Linked DNA regions of Mus musculus: regions 1 and 3 are each linked to region 2. Evidence: chromatin contacts called from public HiChIP or PLAC-seq and promoter capture Hi-C data. All regions are on one chromosome and are shown on one strand. The core of a region is the stretch at or near the end of the contact, and the rest is flanking DNA. Distances in the headings are between cores, read along the strand shown. Region 1 overlaps Fer1l6 (fer-1-like 6 (C. elegans)). Region 2 has its middle 9.9 kb from the start of Gm41329. Region 3 has its middle 74 kb from the start of Gm41329.

Region 1 (4,977 bases), core at 284-2,783, 110 kb before region 2:
TGTCAGAAGAATTGGTTAAGAAATGAATGGATGAACAAAGGAGCCATCTTGGCTTTGAACCCTCTGAGCCTCCAAACACTTTCACTATCTCAGTTTTTGCTCATTTAATGATCCTCTCTCAAGCAAAGAATGACAGTAGCAGTCTAATGGTATTATTACTGACATATGACCTGATGTAAGCCTAATAGTTTCCAGGGCAACCAAGAATCCAACCTTGATACCAGGGTTTTGCAAACTCTTTGACAGCTCCAGTTAAAATTCAGACACCATCAATTTCAGCACAGTTTGATGAGAAGGGCCAGAGCCACCATGTCTTCTGTCATTGTTACCAGGGACAGTGAAGCCATTATCAAGTCTGTCCTGTTTGGCTAATATGCTGATAGCAAAGTCCAGTGATGGATGTTGGGTGCTTCCTTCCAATGAAACCCCAGAATAGCCATTACAACCTAGGATCCAAATACTGAAGCTAAGAAAGGCACCACCATGCTTGACAGATGAAGGGCACATAGATTTCTCCCCTGTTCAGCCCCAAGGGGGACCTTTTAGAGCCTGCTCTATCAACTATAATAATTGCTGCTATAAACTGCCTTTTTCTCACTGGGGAGGGTTAATTATGGCCATACTAGTCTTAGGATACCCTTGAGTGCTTCAGGAAAGCTTGATTCATGATCCTTCATTTATATTCTCAGGATTTTGGTTCCCTTGTCCACAAAATAGAGGTATTGGATATAGATTTCTGACATGTTTTGTAGTTCAAAGAATTAGCCACTAAATATATATTTTCTGATGGCCAAGTGCAAGCTCCAGTGGGGTGGAAATAAGAATGATTCTGTCCTCAAGGGGCTCAGCCATGGGGAGACAGCATTTCATCCCTGAAATTCTGTTTCCATCAGCGAGGTTTTCTTTTTGAAAACTCCAGCTGGTGTTCCTCAACAAAGCAGTGACAGAAAGTATTATCACTGTGTATGAGCTGAAAACCTGGAAGAGGCATGTGTGTTTTATGTGACCAACTGCCCCACCATGTTATTTAAAAAAATGTCATACATGGAGGGTGGAAGAGATTAAGTAAGATCCACAATATTTAACAGACACAGAATTCAGGTCTGAAATCAGACTGGAAATCAGACCAACAACTCTAAAATATGACGTGAAAGGGCGAATCATTGTCTATTGAAAATTGATAAATAAATCAGAAGTCAATGCTTGTACTTGGATAATAAACTACACAGATCCCTGTCAGCGCTAACTGAATTCAGTCGATCCAGTCAGCGTGTGGACCACGAAGTGCTAACCAAAAGGAAGCTGGTGATGTCCCATGCTGCCAGACCTTGCTAATTCCCAGCCCTCTTCTTGAATTCAGGTCATTTGAGATCCAGGCCACTTTCCCAAAGGAGTCCCTGCTCTCTGTCCTGATTTATGACCATGACATGATCGGGTCAGATGACCTCATTGGAGAGACCAAGATCGACCTGGAGAACCGTTTCTACAGCAAACACAGAGCCATCTGCGGCTTGCAGAGCCAGTATGAGATGTAAGTTGTCTCCTGTGGAGACACTGTTGGTGTCTCAGGAACGCAGCCTTGTGGAGCTCTGGACTGCGCATGCGTTCATGCTCTTGAGGGCCAATGAGGCTGGGGAAGCAACTTTGGTTTAAAACTCAGGGCCGGTTCTTCAAGAACTAAGAGTCAGGCTGTGGTGTGCTTGTGCATTCACTTGTGTCTGGTGGTCAGGATTCCCGGGATGGGGCGCGAGGGGCGGCTGGTGCTAGATGAGGAATGGTTATTACAGTGCAAACATCGCGAAAGCATCGCGAACATCGTCAGTGTCCTGGACTTGTGTAAACAACAGCTGTATGTGCTTAGGACCTGCTGTTTAAGAGCTTTGCATGCAATATCTTATCAGTCCCTCTAGAACTAGCTTTATTTCATTCGTGAAGGGAGAATGGATTGTCAATCTCATTCTTCACAAAGATTTGCAAATCAACTTTATTTTAAAAGGTAGGTTATATCAGCTTCGTTTTCTTTTGAAGGGTGCTGTATCTGATTATACTTTTTAACACAATCTTACAAATTACAACCAGGGAATTATCGACATTCATTGGCGTTCCATTGTGTAATTCAAAAATGATTTTTTTCCTAAATGGAAAATAATTTACAGAATGTATTGCTATAAGTCAAATAATTTGCCCAATTCGCTATTTACATAAATTACTGATAAAAATTAGATATTTATGTACATTCTTGCTTTTAGTTTTCCTCTTAGTGTTTTTTTCTATACTATTTTCTTCTGAACTTGGATTACATGCTTTGAAATTTATTTATTGTTTATTTATTTATTGTTTATTTATTTATTGTTCTTACTTTGTAGCTGAAGTATTTTATAGCTGTCATTTAATATTGCTTGCAGTCTTTAATGTACTGGGCCTACACAGTATTCAATCATATGAACATGCTATAAAGTGGTAGAGTCAATTGCCTTCCTGATGTGATCATGCAGTTCCTATTGTGGGAGGCCAGGAAGCAGGGAGTGGGTGGGAACCAGGGCCTGCCCCTGTGCCCAGTGATTGCCTTCCTCCAAAACAGCTATTTCTTAGAGGATGAAAGAATTGGGGAGACCCAGGAAAGTCACTAATTAGAAAAACAGGAGTCTATAAGATAAATTGTGTGTGTGTGTGTGTGTGTGTGTGTGTGTGTGTGTGTGTGTGTGTGTGTGGCTGGGGGTCTGGCGGAGAAGGGAGGAGAGAGATTGAGGTGGTAAGTCAGAGCTTTCCTCTTAAGCAGCACACAAAGGACCAAACACTGGCTAAACTTGCTCAGACCCCCTAGCAACAGAAAGACAGACTGGAGCTTGCTAATGGTGCTAGGGAGCAGGAACAGAGAGCAAGTGCAGTTTGGATACAGGGTCTCCTTTCAGGGTGATGGCAACTTTTTATAACTAAGCAGAATGACTGCATGTTATTAGGACCATGAACAATACCACAGAACCAGACAACTTCAAAATGATAAATTTTGTTATATGAATTTCACTTCAATGTTGTTTGTTTGTTTTGTTGGGTTTTGTTTTTTGTTTTTTGTTTTGGTTTTTCAAGACAGGGTTTCTCTGTATAGCCCTGGCTGTCTTGGCACTCACTCTGTAGACCAGGCTGGCCTCGAACTCAGAAATCTGCCTACCTCTGCCTCCTAAGTGCTGGGATTAAAGGTGTGCGCCACCACTGCCCAGCTCAATGTTTTTGTTTTGTTTTGTCTTTTTAAAGAAGAGTGTATTGGTTTAAAAAAATCAAAATTCCTGCAAACTATCTTTATGTCAAGCTGGCTGCAAGCCCTGTCTTTTATGCAAGCTGTGCTTATGCAAGGGTGCTCGACTAGAGAGAGAAGAAAATGAAACAAAGCCAAACACACTAGCCCAGGTGTATAACTGGGGGAAATTGCACAAGCCACATTTGATAGGAGCTTTTACTGGGGACCTCGAAGAGTGCTCCCCTAGAGTGCAACCAGGCTCACTCCATCTGTCTTTCCTCCTCTTCTCAGAGAAGGGTACAATGCCTGGAGGGACACGTCCAAACCCACAGAAATCCTAACCAAGCTGTGTAAAGACAACAAACTGGATGGACCGTACTTTCGCCCCGGGAAGATACAGATTGGAAAGAAGGTCTTTTCTGGGAAAACAGTCTTCAATGAAGAAGACTCTGGTAACTCCCAGCACACGGCTCTGCTGATGTAGCTGGTTTGTTTTTTTAAAGGCTGGTTCCACTGGCTGAGGCTTGGGGATAGTGGGTCATCTAATTACAAAAGGGAAAGACAGAAAATCCAGTAGGCTAATAACAAGAACTCACAGTCACAAGGCTCAGGGAACGACACTGCATCCTGGTCTACGTCCTCCCCGTCTCTGTGTGTGTTGTTAAGGACTTGAAAAAGTGCCAAGCAAGCAGGAGCTTTCAGTGAATGTCACATGGCATTAAACAGTAGGTGCAACCCACCATCCTGCAAGCCCCGTAACAAACTATCTTACTGTGGCACCGAGAGAGGAATACTTTTCCATGAGTATCACAGGACACACCCTGCAGATCCCAAAGAAGTTTCCATAACTTTGAGAGGAGGGCACAAAAGGCATTTTTAGTGATGCAGCGATATTCTGGCAGCACCACATCTGAGCAGTTGCTGCTTCTCTAAAGCTTCCATGCTTTTGCTACAGTCAAACTGAGGTGATAGCAAGGCTGTCTCAACATGATTGGCTTCCGCCATTTTTATTTCTGTTTACTTCTTTATTTTGGACACAATAACATACTGAGGGTTCTTGAATGCAATTATTGCTATTTAAACAGTCTTTTGGTGATATATTGATATGAACTTCCTTTTAAAAAATTTCCTCTTCACAATATACTCTTATGGTGATGTAATTATCTGGTCCAAACTATACGTTTGACTAAGTAATTATTGAAAAACAGCAATTTTGCACTCTAAAAACATGAAATTATGTTCATAACATCAGTTCCTGAGTGACTAAACTTTATGACAAAGGTTTATTCATTGATGGTCTAACTCTATTAGCACTTATTGATATAATTATTACCACCAGGTGGTTGTTTCTGTGGTCCCTTCCTATAAAGTCAGATTTGATTATCTTATATCTTATATCATCTTATATCTACCATCACTATAAGCTTTGTCAAGAAGATTTTACTTTTTCAATAATTTTGTCTTGCTTTGTGATATCCCTTCCACCTGTATTTTTTATTATTATTTTTATCTTTTAAGCCATGAATCGCCTCCTCTGGTGGATTGAAGTATAGGTGTTTATAGTTGGGAGGTCCCAGGCAAAGAGAAGACATCTACAAACACACCTTATGCCACCATTTTACTGAAGGCCACCCTGATTTCTAGGTCCTCACATCGTGGTGTGACCAAACGTACCCTCCTTAGTGTCTGTCATCCATCAGCTGTGGAATCTCCAGGAATCTGGTTGAGTGTGTGTGTGTGTG
Region 2 (4,280 bases), core at 1,062-3,561:
ATTGAAGTCCAGCAATCAGAAGCTCCCTCTGGCTCACCTAATAACAAACATCCCCGATCAAAATTAAACACCTCATCCCAACTCGGACTTTCTCGCTTCCCCTTTATAAACTGCATTTGCCTACCGGCCACTTCTCTCTCCTCTCTATTCAGAGGCTGTCCTTTGTCCCCCCAGGACAAATATCCCTGCCCTCTCTCCTTCTTCCTTGTCTTCTACCTCCGGTCCTTGTGTCTTATTCCCTGACCTTTGTCCCTGTGGGGCAAATAAATCTTTGTGCTTAGAACTTGGTCTTGAGGGTCCTGAGCTGATACTGATCCTTACACAATCTTCCTCTCCTTCCTCCTCCTCCTCCCCTTCCTCCTCCTCCCCTTCCTCCTCCCCCTCTTCCCTGAGACAGTCTCGTGTACCCTAGCCTCACATCCAACTTGCTTTGCAGCTGATGATGGTCTTGAACCTCTGATCCTCCTGTCTCCATCTCCCACGTCCCAGGATTACAGGCATGTGACACTATGCTCAACCTATGCCACGCTGGGAATCAAACCCAGCGCTTCATGCACGCTACACAAGCACTCTACCAATGGAGTCTCATCCTCCACTCCTCCTCCAGTATCATTTCTACAATGCCAGCATTCCAGGATACACAATCTCTGATGGTCAGTCGGGGAGGGGTGAGTTAGTTCTTTTTCCTCTGGCTTGGATTAAGAAGTAGGGTGGGAGAGCTGGGCGTGGTGGCACACGCCTTTAATCCTAGCACTCGGGAGGCAGAGGCAGGCGAATTTCTGAGTTCGAGGCCAGCCTGGTCTACAGAGTGAGTTCCAGGACAGCCAAGACTACACAGAGAAACCCTGTCTCCAAAAAAAAAATAAAATAAAAGGGAAGAAGAAGAAGAAGAAGAAGAAGAAGAAGAAGAAGAAGGAGAAGGAGAGGGAGGGGGAGGGGGAGGGGGAGGGGGAGGGGGAGGGGGAGGGGGAGGGGGAGGGGGAGGGGGAGGAGGAGGGGGAGGGGGAGGGGGAGGGGGAGGGGGAGGAGGAGGAGGAGGGTGGGTCATCAAGAAATCATATGAACCCATCTTACTTATAAACTGGCCTTTACATGAGTCCCCAAAGGTAAAGGCCAGTGCCTTTCCATGGTAGAGAAGGAGCTGCCTCTGCAAGCAGCCATCTTGGATCCTGGACATTTCAGCCATATTTGCTAAGTCCCTGGGGTAGGGACTAGCAGGGTAGGCATCTCACTCCTAGTCTGAGTTTTCTATGACTCATGGGCTCTCAGAAAGTGGGGGAAGGGGTCATTCTATTACCCTTCTTGTACATGCACACAGTCACCATGGGCACAGCTCAGCTGGCACCCTGAGCTACAGGATAGATGGGCCCCAGCTTCCTCTTTTCTGAGAAGATTTTGAATCACAATAAAACTCTGTGATTCAGATGTCACAGTGGATGGAAAGGTCACAGTCGTCTTATGCTACCTTAGGGGCATTTATGCTTGAACACCCATCTTAGTTGTCATGGCTTGCTAACAAATAATAGGCCATAGAACTGGGGGTTTTACTAAAAGAGGCGCATCAGTTCAGCCTCCCTGACATAGACTGGACTTCCAGGGTACACTGGCTTATCACGTAAGGCTGAAGCCCAAGGAGACATGGGCTTCAGGAAGCCATTTGATTGACCAAACTGGACTTGGGAGACCAGAATTTCCTTTTGGGTCTCAAATTAACATGCACATTAGAAAGTCCTAGGACCTTGTTGAAACATTGTGCCAGGCTCCCTGTCTGGATATTGAAGGCAGGGTGGAAAGGAAGTCCTTAGAGACAACATTCAATGAGGCTGTTAGGATTCCTACCCACTAACATCTCTGGCACATAGACAGACAGACAGACAGACAGACAGACAGACAGACAGACACACACACACACACACACACACACACACACACACCTACTAAAACCTCCATTCACTGAGCAGGTATACTCTTCAGATATGCTCCTTGGAGATGTCATGTGGCTTTTGCTTTTCAGAGAGTCAATTCCACTTAGAAGCAACAGTTCTCATCCTGTGGGTCTCGAGGAGCTGCAGAATAGATATAATTTATAACAGGAGCAAAATTACAGTTATGAAGTAGCCACAAAATTATTTTATCATTGGGGTCACCACAACATGAGGAAGTATATTAAAGGGTCACAGCATTAGGAAAGTTAAGAACCACTGCACTAAAGCACGTTTTCACTTTACCACAAATGAGGCCTCCTGTGACCTCAGAAAGCCTTTTCTCTCTTGTTTAGTGTCCTAGCAACCTAAACATTAAGGGGCATGGGTGCACACTCATGCACCATGTGGCTCCAAGAGGCTGGTGGGAGGTGTTGAAAAGGGTGTCTATGGCTTAGAAGAGTGTCAGGTGCTGCACACACACACACACACACACACACACACACACACACAATGTTTGTGATCCCATTCACAGCCATCCACAAAACCACAGCAAATGACAGCCTTGTCCCCAGCACAGTGAAAACCACAAGAAACCAGTTAAAAGTGTGGCCTAGCTGCTGGCAGAAACACCAGCCCAGCCAATGCTTTAAACGTTAAGGTTCGAGAAATAATGTCATTTTTAAAAGCCAACAGTGTCAAGTGATTGCCATTTGCCTGGTCACGAGAGATGGATCAAACTGGCAACAACTGTGACCCAGTGAGGTTTCCAACCCATGACGGTGACGCTTGATGTTTGGAGAAGAAATGAGAATGTAAGGTTTGGAGTCTGCCAGGAGTTCAAGGCCCAACCTGGCTACTTACTAGCCGAGTGACCTTGGACCTATCTTCCTACATCCAAACCATCACCAGGGCTGGTGAGATAGCACCGGAAGGGGCATTTGCACAGACCTGACAACCTGAGCTCAATTCCTGGGTCCCACAAAGTGGCAAAAAAGAACCAACTCCTGAGAATTACCCTCTGACCTCCAGCTATGCGCCATGGCACACGGACTCACATATTCACATTCTATCAGTTCTGTTCCTGCAGAGACCCCTGACTAGCACAACCCACCTGCCTGCATCATAGATTTCATTTCCATCCATCCTCCAAGAACTCACTGGCCACAGAGACTATCATTCCTCACTCAGCTACATCAGGTTTCCTTCCATCTTAAGACTTTTTACTTACTGTTCCCATTACCTGGATGTCTTAGTCAGGGTTTCTATTCCTGCACAAAACATCATGACCAAGAAGCAAGTTGGGGAGGAAAGGGTTTATTCGGCTTACACTTCCACGTTGCTGTTCATCACCAAAGGAAGTCAGGACTGGAACTCAAGCAGGTCAGGAAGCAGGAGCTGATACACAGGCCATGGAGGGATGTTACTTACTGTCTTGCTTCCTCTAGCTTGTTCAGTTTGCTGTCTTATAGAACCCAGGACTACCAGCCCATGGATAGCACCACCTACAATGGGCCCTCCTGCCATGATCACTAATTTAGAAAGTGCCTTACAGCTGGATCTCATAGAAGCGTTTCCTCAAGAGAGGCTCCTTTCTCTGTGATAACTCTAGCTTGTGTCAAGTTGACACACAAAACCGGCCAGTACACTGGACCACCACCCAGGTCTCTGCATGGCCAGCAAATCCTTGCCATTCAACATCGAAGCTGACAACTTTAGATTAGCATAACAACCTAATCACTGGTATGCCTGCTGCCATCCCTGCCACCCAAAAGCCCATCCTACTAAGTGCCACTCTCAACCAAGACAATGACAGAATTTTGATGTCTTAAGGTGTCAGAAGTGCATATTTATACACTGTGTTATTTTTAGAAGGTAATGTTTGGGTTATGTTATTGATTGTCTATATCACCATCTGTTTTGATCACATTTTTAGTCTGTAGGGCAAAATATAATTTATCATCAAGATTTGAAGGTTCCTCGAGTGAAAGGAAGTACTGAAAATAATTAACAGGGGTTAAAGATCCAGAGCCTCACAGTAGCTCTAGTCATTCATCTCCTGGACTAGGATGTGAGTTCCGTGAGTTCAGGGACTTCGGTCCCTGTTTCTACAGCAGTATTTGGCACACAATAGGTGCTCATTAAGTAGCACTGAGGGAATATCAAATTTGATGGTCCCAATTATTCTCACTATGGAAATGAGTATGGAAACCATGACCTATAATAAATGAGAAACAAATCCATCAGATGTGCCATCAGAACCTCAATACAATGGTGATTTGTTTTCTGTTGTTTCCATGGAGACATAAGCTTTAGAAGTGACCATAATCCGTAAAAGTGAAATTCAGACCTGGTATA
Region 3 (4,572 bases), core at 255-2,754, 65 kb before region 2:
CTGGGCTTCCTGCCTTCGTGTCTTCACTGTGCACTTTCTTCTGCTCTGAAGCTTCTGCGATAGGTCAGCTGGACCCGAGTCACAGCAGAAGAGTTGGGTGGAGGTAAAGGAAGATCAGGGCTTGCTTAGCCATTGCCTGCATTCCCTGGACCTGGTCTGTGAGTGGGGCTGCACCCAGACACTATTGCCTACGCCAGCAAGATTTTGCTGAAAGGACACTGATATAGCTGTCTCGTGTGAGGCTATGCCAGTGCCTGGCAAATACAGAAGTGGATGCTCACAGTCAGCTATCAGATGGAACACAGGGCCCCCAATGGAGGAGCTAAAGAAAGTACCCCAAGGAGATGAAGGAGTCTGAAACCCTATAGGTGGAACAACAATATGAACTAACCAGTAACCCCCAGAGCTTGTGTCTCTAGCTGCATATGTAAGCAGAAGATGGCCTAGATGGTCATCATTGGGAAGAGAGGCCCCTTGGTCTTGCAAACTTTATATGCCCCAGTACAGGGGAATGCCAGGGTCAAGAAGTGGGAGTGGGTGGGTAGGGGAGCAGGGCGGTGAGAGGGTATAGGGAACTTTCGGGATAGCATTTGAAATGTAAACAAAGAAAATATCTAATAAAAAAAAAAAAACAAAGAAGACATTCTAAGCATGGTGGGACTCCCTCACCACCCTCCTTACTGGGAAAGAGGCCAGAAGGGACCGTACCCATTCTCTGTAATTAGTTTTGCCTCGACCATCCGAATTTGAAACCAGGTAAGGAAATCAATACACAGGGAAAGCTCTTCTTCATTATGGTCATGATCTATACCTGTGCAGGTCCCTTCTAATAGTCTTATAGTCCACCCAGCTGTGCCTTAGAAACACCTGGTCACAAAAGAACCTCCCCCTGAAACCAGCCACAGAAGACAGAAAAGATCTATTTCAAGTGTGTGGCATCCAGCAGGTGCTCAACAAATTACTGCCATAGAACACTATCACACACACACCCCTTCTTCCACCTGGCAGGGGAAGTCCCAGCACACCCTGTTCAAAAAGACATCAGAATCCTTTCCTACAGCGGCTCTGAGGTCAACCCATCTACATTTTCCTAAACCAAATACTAGTCAATTATTCAACATTTTTTAGCGATGCCCACAAGTAAAACCACATGTTCTAGGACTACATACTTTTCAAAAATATCCCAGGGTTGGTACATCCAACGGCTTTGGTGATGTTCCAATGTTAAAATTAAAACAAGAGATTCCATTGCGGGCTTGTAAGCTTCCTTTACTTTCCCCAAAGTGAACACAGTTGTTCTGCAGATCTGTGTGAAAAGTCTAAAAACACAAATCGAAAGTTAGATTGGAAAATCCCCACTGAAAATCAGTTCATACTAGTTCTTTGGTAAAAATACAGAGTTAGCTGGCTAATTCTGCTCTGCCACCCCTTGACTTGGCAAAGAGTGATTTAGACTATTTCCTGTCAACCCACCAAATCGAAAAGCATGTGTCTTCCAGGAAAGCCGAGACAACTAATTACCCAGACTGTGTCTGCATCTATGCCTGTTCGTGTGGTGCGCGTGTGTCCTACCCCTCTGTGACGTTGTGGGCGGTGAGGTTTCCCTGCACAAAGAGCTGAATGTTTTGTTTTGTTCCTGGAACAAAACAAGTCATGGAACCATGACTGCTGTCAATCCCATTGTAATTTGGCTGACTCCCATGGAAAACAACACCTCTCTACACGGGAGGTAGCTTTGGGACTTCAGGGAGCCCTGCAGAGCTGATGACTTCTGCATACCCACCCTTAAGAGCTCCTTTGTGTTATTTGTCTAAAATGCCCACAATATTGTTAGTTCTAGCCTTCCATCCCCTCGTTGAACTCCAGGAGCCCCTCCTGCATCTCCTTTTGACACCCAGAGACTCTCTACCCTCTGTTGATCTCGTGTCCTGCCCAAGGGTTCAGATTGCCAGCATTACATGAGTTCACCCAGGGGACTCCTGTGGAGGAGTTCTGTCTTGACTCTAACTGTAAGTCCAGGAGAAGAAAGGAGACTGCTAAGGGATTGCCACACACAGAGGACTTCACTAAAGCACCACAGAGCCTTTGTGCTCTGAGAGATGAGTGCCAACTCAATGAGATCCGAGCTCCATCATTACATGCCTCCAGGGCCACCCAGGAAAATGTGATCACATGACCACAACCTCCTTCCTGCTGCTGTCACTGAACTGTCACAATGGACAGTGAGGGTTCCCACACACCATTTGCTGGCCACATCAGGTGTCCAGGTGTGGTGAGACAAGGAGAGGCACTTCTCAGCTTCTCCACCTGTGGCCAGTACACCCTGAAGCTTCACAGCCCTGGAACTTGGCATTGTTTTTTCTGGAGGAGAGGTGATCAACTCCACCTCACTCTCCAAACCAGAAGTTCCCAGGGAGAGCTTTCAACTTTGGGGTCTAGATCAGTGGCCGGCTGATATTGCTGGACCCTCGTCTGGTTCTCAGACAGCACTTTCATGGCTAGAACCCAGCTGTAAGAGGAAAATGTGATACAGAGATGGAAAGAAAGTAGAGGCAGGTACCCAGACGGGAAGCTGGAGGAGTTGAAAGGGGACCACCCCGGGATGAGAGGGACTTTCGGAAGGGAGGTATATTTTAGAGGATTTAAAGACTTCTGCCCACTGCCTGGTTCAATCCTATCACTCCTCTGGCCTCCTCTTCAAGGGGCTTCAGAAAGTCTAACAGATTCCACCAAGAGTTCTGATATGGTGTCCTACTGTGTTTGCCACTACTATAATCAAGTAGCACACTTATCAGTTTATAAAGGATAGGTGTTTATTTGGCTCATGGTTCTGAAGAATGGGGAATTCAAGATCAGATACTAGGAAGGACTCTTTGTGGGATGCAAGGTGGCAGAGGGCATCACATGCCAAGACAGAATGGCCTGGTTTAAGTCTCTTCTTCTTCTTCTTCTTCTTTTTTTTTTTTTTTTTTTTTTTTTTGGTTTTTCGAGACAGGGTTTCTCTGTATAGCCCTGGCTGTCCTGAAACTCACTTTGTAGACCAGGCTGGCCTCAAACTCAGAAATCCACCTGCCTCTGCCTCCCGAGTGCTGCGATTAAAGGTGTGTGCCACCACGCCTGGCCAAGTCTCTTCTCTTCTTAACCTTAGGTCCCTCCCCAGAGGTCCTACATCCAAATGCTGTGGTTAAATTGAGCCTTTGAACTCTTGGCATCCACAGTGAGGATTATAGTTTTTAATGTGAGTCTTATTTTCTTATTACATTTTATTTATGTGTCAGAGAGAGAGAGGGGGAGAGAGGGATGGAGAGGGGGAGGGGAGGGGGAGGGGAGGGGGAGGGGAGAGGGAGGGGAGGGTATGAACCTGTCACATCACATGGGTGGAAACTAAAGTACAGCTTGTGTGAGTCTTTCCACCATGTGGATCCCAGGGATTGAATGCAGATTGTCAGGCTCAGCAGCAAGCACCTTTACCCATTAAGACATCTCACCAGCCTCAGTTTTTGGTGGGGACCTTCAGACCGTGGTTGGTTGGTTGGTTGGTTGGTTGTTGTTGTTGTTGTAAATATTGCCCGGCTGAAGCCAGCCTTAAACCCAGAGCACACGCTTGATGGAACTGGAGATTTTTCCTCTCTGAATGATATACCGTTACAATCACCATTTTTCAGCTTAAGAGGCTGAGGCTCTAGGAAGGATTTACTCAGGTCACACAGCAGGTGGTAAGGCCAGGATCTGAGCCCAGCCAGACAAAATACCAAGACACATGATAACCCCAACACACAATCCACTCTGCCTTCACCCTGGGTCATCACCAGGACTACCGAATCCCTGGGCCTCTCTACAGCTCTGAAAACAGTCAGACTTTTTCAATGGCTTTAAGGGACAGAGGGGACTTGGTAGCTTTCAAGTACCATATAATGATGGTGGAAACAAAAGCGAGGATAAAATGTCTGAAACCGGAATCAAGAGCTAACCTGAATATCTTCAGCTGTGCCCGGCCGCCTTGATCTGCCCTCTAACATGAGGTAAATGAATATGGACTTGTAAAAGATAAACTAGCATGTGACTGTTTCTGTCCACACAGCCCAGAGCATAACAACACGGAGGGAAAATCACCACACGGAACAGTCCTGGCCTAGTGTGCTGGTGCTGGAAGAATGCACTGCTTCTCAGAGTCCCAGCCAAACCAAGTTCTTGTTGGCTAAAGAGAGCAGAAAACCCCACACTTGTGTGTCTCAGAACCCCAAAGACTTCCCTCCCTCATTGACTAAACAAGAAGCCAACAGGAGGACCACTGTGAAACCAGGAAGTTGCCTGGGACTTGCGCTCTTTTGAAATAACTGGTCTCCAGAGGCAATTTCGATCCTGGCTCATAGTCAAAAATGCTGGGCTTTAACTTTTTTAATATCCGATTTAAATTGTACTTTCTTCAATGCCTGACTCACAGTAAAAAGCCACGTAAAGTGGTATTCTGTTAAGTCTCCATGTCATCTGTGGCCTCTAATCGCCCAGTCCCCCTCCCACATACAACCAAAGTGATTTATTTTTTATGGATCCTTCCAGATGTATGAAAAT

The links. HiChIP or PLAC-seq counts read pairs in DNA pulled down with a chosen protein or histone mark. Capture Hi-C pulls out chosen DNA fragments and counts their contacts.
Region 1: a promoter capture Hi-C map of pancreatic islet shows a contact between it and region 2. The contact joins two enhancer-like sites. A contact is called at or near these places in 2 of 484 Hi-C or Micro-C datasets (the HL-1 cell line and Kupffer cells) and 3 of 9 other capture datasets (adipose tissue, liver and pancreatic islet).
Region 3: a contact with region 2 is called in a BATF HiChIP or PLAC-seq map of CD8 T cells, with 9 read pairs. The contact joins two enhancer-like sites. A contact is called at or near these places in 1 of 15 datasets of contacts at CTCF or cohesin (CD8 T cells), 11 of 484 Hi-C or Micro-C datasets (CD4 T cells, the G1E-ER4 cell line, Sertoli cells and 7 more) and 5 of 115 datasets of contacts at active chromatin or transcription factors (CD8 T cells, Th17 cells, embryonic stem cells and 2 more).

Annotation. Positions count from the first base shown.
Region 1 is chr15:58,636,563-58,641,539 of GRCm38.p6, forward strand. Fer1l6 (fer-1-like 6 (C. elegans)) reads left to right here. Exons shown (of 41, transcript NM_001370912.1): 33 at 1,361-1,531; 34 at 3,527-3,687. Among named protein-coding and RNA genes, the nearest start is that of Gm36451, 42 kb to the left of the region's middle. Within about 2 kb of position 1,534, at least 8 of the 459 cell types and tissues checked have an H3K27ac peak or open chromatin away from gene starts, as enhancers often do. A contact at or near this core is called in pancreatic islet, where this site is marked.
Region 2 is chr15:58,747,935-58,752,214 of GRCm38.p6, forward strand. No RefSeq gene overlaps it. Among named protein-coding and RNA genes, the nearest start is that of Gm41329, 9.9 kb to the right of the region's middle. Within about 2 kb of position 2,312, at least 79 of the 459 cell types and tissues checked have an H3K27ac peak or open chromatin away from gene starts, as enhancers often do. A contact at or near this core is called in CD8 T cells, Th17 cells, memory CD8 T cells and 1 more, where this site is marked.
Region 3 is chr15:58,683,672-58,688,243 of GRCm38.p6, forward strand. No RefSeq gene overlaps it. Among named protein-coding and RNA genes, the nearest start is that of Gm41329, 74 kb to the right of the region's middle. Within about 2 kb of position 1,505, at least 48 of the 459 cell types and tissues checked have an H3K27ac peak or open chromatin away from gene starts, as enhancers often do. A contact at or near this core is called in CD8 T cells, Th17 cells and memory CD8 T cells, where this site is marked.